Linked DNA regions of Rattus norvegicus: region 1 is linked to region 2. A link is a contact called in public Hi-C data. All regions are on one chromosome and are shown on one strand. Each heading gives the region's core, a stretch centred on a gene start, on an enhancer-like site or on the middle of the called end of the contact. The rest is flanking DNA. Distances are from core to core; before and after follow the strand shown. Region 1 has its middle 36 kb from the start of Tha1. Region 2 holds the start of Tha1 (threonine aldolase 1).

Evidence for each region. A called contact is a pair of places that touch in the nucleus more often than the background predicts.
Region 1: a Hi-C map of Schwann cells shows a contact between it and region 2, with 4 times the contacts expected there. The contact joins the enhancer-like site here to the promoter of Tha1 in region 2. A contact is called at or near these places in 4 of 12 Hi-C or Micro-C datasets (the A7r5 cell line, Schwann cells, kidney and 1 more).

The regions. Positions count from the first base shown.
Region 1 is chr10:103,633,325-103,636,236 of GRCr8, reverse strand. No RefSeq gene overlaps it. Among named protein-coding and RNA genes, the nearest start is that of Tha1, 36 kb to the right of the region's middle. Within about 2 kb of position 1,341, at least 4 of the 93 cell types and tissues checked have an H3K27ac peak or open chromatin away from gene starts, as enhancers often do. A contact at or near this core is called in Schwann cells, where this site is marked.
Region 2 is chr10:103,597,599-103,600,298 of GRCr8, reverse strand. It overlaps Tha1 (threonine aldolase 1), which reads left to right and starts at 1,448. Exons shown (of 7, transcript XM_006247854.4): 1 at 1,448-1,776. The coding sequence starts at 1,575.

The DNA.
Region 1 (2,912 bases), core at 92-2,591, 36 kb before region 2:
TCTGAGGGAAGCTTCAATGGACCCAAGTGGACCTCGAGGGGCCATGGCTAGGCTCTGGCTTCAGTTTCCCGGCTGGCCAGGACACTGCCTGTTCCCAGAACACTCCCTGCCCCAGAGGTCATTCACCCTGGGTAGGGACCGAGGATAAAAGATGTCACCTGAGCTATCCCTTTGATGGTGGCATCAGCCGCTGCCAGGGAGACCTGGTGATGGGGCAGGGGTTGGAGGTCACTTCTCCTCAGAGTCCTGTGGTTTTCTGTCCATGTTCAATCCAAAGGCCAGGTAGGAGGCCCCAAGCCCCCATTTCGGGGAGACTTGGTTGAGAGGCCCTGATTGCTAAACAGACCCTGGGCTGACTAGCCTAAGGAAGAAGACACCACTCCTGTGACCTCGAATGGAAGCAGCCAGCCCAGAGGCCAGATGAGCATCTCTGTGAAAGGAGGGCCATGTGTGTCCCTTCTGAGGGGGCAGCTTAGAGGCTTAGGCTGGATACTAGAGGCATGTCAGGCCACTGGGCCTCCAGATCCGTGTTCCTTCCTTCCTAAAGGCAGCCAGTTGTGGGTAATGATACAGGGCCTGAGGCAAAGACAGAAGCTCACAGGACTGCTGTGTGTGTGGCTGAGTGGACTGTGCAAACATCGAGTCCCTCATTAAAAAAAAAAAAAAAAAGGTAAGAATCTCAAGACATTGACAGAACATTAAATGGGACATGGAGTGCGTCTTAGCTCATGGACTCGTGCATTCTTGGGTCACCAGTACCAGAAACTCATCCTGCAGTAAAGAAAAAGCACACAGAAAGAGTTGCTAAGTACTTTCTAGCCATATGTAAACACACAATACATGCAAAGGCCCTGTGGCCACCTGGCACTCATGTGGAAGAGTTGAGATCTAAAGCCAGACCTGTCAGATCTTCCCTGAAGGGCAGGCTCATTAGACCTGACTGAGGAATCTCCCCTTCCTAAGAGTCAGGGCTTCTTGACACTGTGGTACCCAAGACCCTACTCCCAGGTTTGAAGTCTGGTTCTGTCAAGTCATTCTCTGGGCCCCCATTTCCCTATCTGTGAGATGGATGCGTCCTTGTCTCTATTTACCACTGAGTTATTTCTTGTGACACATATTCTACACCTAGAATAGCCCAGCCATATAAAGGCCTAGGTGATTCCCCCCAATCCCCACCATGGTCTGGAGCTCTCACGGGGTTACCTTTTGCATTGATGAACCTCCAACTACAGAAAACCAAGCCACCCAGCAGAGAGGCAGAGAGTAGAGATCTGGGGCTGCCTTCCTCACCCAGGCTTTCAAGTGGAAACACACAGCCTACAGCTCTGGCTTTTGCTGAGGGCCACTGCGCTGCAAAGGGCTCCCTCTAGTGGCCTGGTGTGAAACTGCTCCCCTGGGCCCTAGCTGGCCCTGGGGAGGAAATGGGAAGCAACTGGAATCCGGTTCTTTCTCCCCTGGGTGGTGGCAGGGTCCTAAGGATCTCAGCCTCTGCCCCGTGTGTGGAGACACCTGCAGACCTGCCTTTGTCTCATCAATCCTTTCGAGCAGCGGACCTGGACCAGTGCAACAGCAAAAGCAGAGGCTCCAAGTAGAAAAGCTGCCAGTCCCTGGCTGTCTGTGGGTGGTCCCAGGCCTGCAACACAGACAGACCACCCATAGCTCACAGAAAGGAGGAGGGGGATGGAAATCTACAGCCTTGACTTACAGGCAGAGGGAAGAGGGTACCTGGGAGGGTGCAGGGGCAGGTGCTATGGGTGGGTGTGTCAGTTTCTAGAGAATACTGTAACAGTTTAAGTCTTTGGCGTTTTTGAGACAATGCCTTGTTTCACCCTGCGTGGCCTGGAACTCCATGCAATCCTCGAGTACTTAAATAACAGATATACCCTCTGTTCTCCTCCGCTCTACCCAGGCACTTGATTGACATGCGAACTCACTCTGCAGAAGTTAGCCTGGAACTTTCTAGGTAGACCAGGCTAGCCTCAAACTCATAGTAACACTGCAGCCTCGACCTCCTGGGTGCTGGGATTCCAGGCATATACCACACCTGGCCCCCCGGCATGTTTTCCTTTTTCTTTGTTGTTTGCAACCCACTCCCTGGTCTCCCTGCGCAGCCCATGTCCCCCTGCACCCTGTATATAACTGAGAATGACCTTGAACTTCTGACCCCCTGACTTCCACTTCCTGAATGGCAGGTTCTCAGGCTTAAGCCATCATTGCTACCACATTTATGTGGTCCTAGGGGTGGGACCCAGGGCTTCGGGCATGCTCGCCAAACACTCTACCAACTGAACTCCCCAGCCCTCGTTTTCGAGTGAGCAGGTTTCAGACATGTTTTTCCTGTGCAGCCCTGGCTGTCCTGGAGCTCCCTCACTCTATAGACCAGGCTGGCCTTGAACTCAGAGATGCACCTTCCTCCTGACTGTTGGGATTAAAGTCATGTGCCATCCACCACCCAGCTCCCAAATGCTTGAGGAGGAACTCACAGGGGCCCTTTGCATCCTGCTGCTTGGGCTCAGCTGGAGGGGAGCCCAGGCACCTGCATCCTCACAGACAGTGAGTGAGGCTGATGAGCAAAAGCCTCCTTGGCTCCCTGTGGCAGCCACTGTCACCTAAGGAAGAATGAGCTTGGCCCCAGGGCCTAGAGCTTGAGTTATGAGGTCAGGGTTATCCCCGTTTATATAAAACACAGCTGAGATCCTGAGGCAGAAGGGTGTAGCATTGGGAAGGAGGAGGCCCAGGATCAATGGTGCAAGCAAGGAACAGGCACGGACCCTGGTGACCTCAACCAAACTCAGGACACTCCAGCTCTGAGCAAAGTGTGGATGGCACTTACTGTCACCTCCCCAGCAGCTGTGCATGCATGCAGCCCACTCACCTCTAGTTGCTATGCACCCATGCAGCCACTCATCTCC
Region 2 (2,700 bases), core at 199-2,698:
ATACCTCGACAGCAACCCACACCCCACCCAGAACTGGGATCTCGCCCCTCCTCCCCTCAAAGGGCTGGGATTACAGGCATGAACCACCATGCCTACTTTTTGCAGCCCTGGGGAATCAATCCAAGGGTCTCATCCGTGCTAGCTAGGTGCTCTGTCACAGTGCTCTTGGGCATGGCGTCCATGGAAGCATCTTATCTCTCAAATGGTGTAGGAAGGAGGGAGATTTCTAGAAACCTCTGCGACTCCATTTTCCAAATGCCCTAGGAGGTCATACCTCCAGCCCCAGTTGAAGACATCCTCGTGTCCCCTCCTGCCTAATACAGCGCTCTGTAAACCTATATGGGAAGGCTGGGCGTGGTGGCTCATTCCTATATTCCCAGCACTCGGGAAGCTGCAAAAGGACTGCTGCGGCAGAGGGGCAGAATGAGTTCCAGGCTAGTATGGGCTACGGTGTGGGATTTTTAAAAAAAAACAATCCCAAAACGGGTACTAGCGAGATGGCGCCACACTGAGAAGCGCATTCCACTCTCGCGGAGAACCTCTAACTCTAGCTCCAGAGTGTCCAGCGCCCTCTTCTGGCCTCATTAGGTAACTACACTCATGTGCATCTACTCCCCACCCACACACATACTTTTAAAAGTTTTAAATTCTTTTTTTTCCCCTCCTGACACAGGGTCTCTCTGTGTAACCTTGATTGTCCTGGAACTCTGTGGACCAGGCTGACCACAAATTCAGAGATCCACCTACCTCTGCCTCCCTAGTGCTGGAATTAAAGGTGCAAGCCACCACCGCCCGGCTTTAAATTCATTTTTTAAAAAAGAGGACTGGAGATGTGTCCCATTTGGTAGCATGCTTGCTTAGCACGCACAAAGCCTTAAATTCAGTTCCCAGCACAGAGTAAACTGGGCATGGTAGAACACATCTGAAATCCGAAGCAGGAGGGTCAGACGTTCAAGGCTAACTAGGCTACCCAGTGAGTTCAGAACTAGCCTGGGATACATGTTTCAAAAGAGAAAAATTAAAAAGACCCCAGTGGTTGAAAGCTACTGTTTACGGGCAACACAGTACCATATCTGATTCCTGGACTTCACATCAGCGTCTGCAGCCTGTTTCATCCGGTGTAAAATGAGGACCGTGAGGGATGGGAGAGACGGCTCAGAAGTTAAGGTGGTACTAATTACGAAGAGAACTTGTGTTCCATTCCCAAACACCCAGGTTGTTTCCCAGAGTGGCTAGGACGCTTAATTAAGTTAAATCTGCAGCGTCGTGAACAGTACCAGGAACATGCTAAAATCACCCGAACGTCAACTACGTTACCCATTTAACAAAGCAAGGAACTGTCATTCCCAAATTCTCCTAGTCTGTGGAGTAAGGGAACACAAACTACAACTCCCAGCATGCTGCGGGGCTCGCCAGCTGCATAAAATTCCAGAAAGGACTACAATTCCCATAGTGCTCCGGGCCTTCCCAGTACAGGTCTGCTCCGGGTCAGAAGAGTCCAGCTGCACGGTTCCCCGCTGGCACGGAAGAGACGTCCACGGAGCCTGCGGGCGCGGAAAGCGAGTGCCATAGCCATGCTACGCAGCCTGGCCCGGGCCGCGGTCCCGGGGCTCAGGGTGCCCTGGGCTCAGTGGTCTAGGAATTGGGCGGGGGTCCCAGCCCACGTGGTGGACCTGCGCAGCGACACGGTGACTCGGCCAGGGCCGGCCATGAGGCGCGCTATGGCCGAAGCGGTTGTAGGAGACGATGATTACGGCGAAGACCCTACGGTCCACGGTGAGCCGGGCGAACAGGCCCGGAGCAGGGGTCGTTGCTGTGACCTCTGAACGCTGTCCACGGTGCTGACAGGGCAGCACAGACGCAGAGGGGTGCCTTGCCTGGCCTTTGAGGAAGCACCCGTAGGCTAAGTGGTGCACTCTGTGTTCTTGTGCGTTCTCGTTCGTTCTCGGGGAGATCCTTGGTAATGCAGCCTCTTGAGCTCCACACTGAACTCGGGGAGCCAGAATCTGCATTTTAACCAGACCACCGGGTAGTTTCTATCCACTGTCACTCAGTTGCCCAGATGGATGTTGTCCAGGCTTGCAAAGCAAGCCACTCCCCCCAACACCTCCACTCCCCACCCCCGATGGCCAGAGAGGAGCTCAAGGACCCACATCAGGAGCAAGGAAGAACCGGATTTGAGGCAGGTCTGACTGCAATGAGGCAGAACTACTCTCTTTCTTCACAAAGACAAAACCAATCTAGCAAAGAAAGTGCTTGCTGCTCCTTCCCAGGGGGACAGAATTTCATAATCTAGGGAGTGCTTTAAGGAGACAGCAAACCAAAGCCCACTCGGGGTCAATAACCACTGCTAAAGTGGCCCTCTAGTGCTGCTGGGTATGTACATCTTCAGCCGGTCCAGAGATAAACCACCGATCACCACCTGACCCCTGGAGGCCTGTTTGTGGGCCCAGGGATCACTGGGGCTGATCTAGAATCTTTCGACAAGGCTGTTACCAGGAACTTCAAAGCTGCTGAGCTACACCGCTCAGCAGGCACCTGGTGTAAACAGGTCACCACATCAAGGCAGGGAGGCACTGGCCTTGACAGGAATCTGAGGAGGGTGAACCAGGGCCTGGAAGGAGGAGAGAGCAGAACTCTTAAAGGGTGAGCAGCACCCAGGACTCAGGGAGACACCGGTGTGTGTCCTCTGGGGACGGA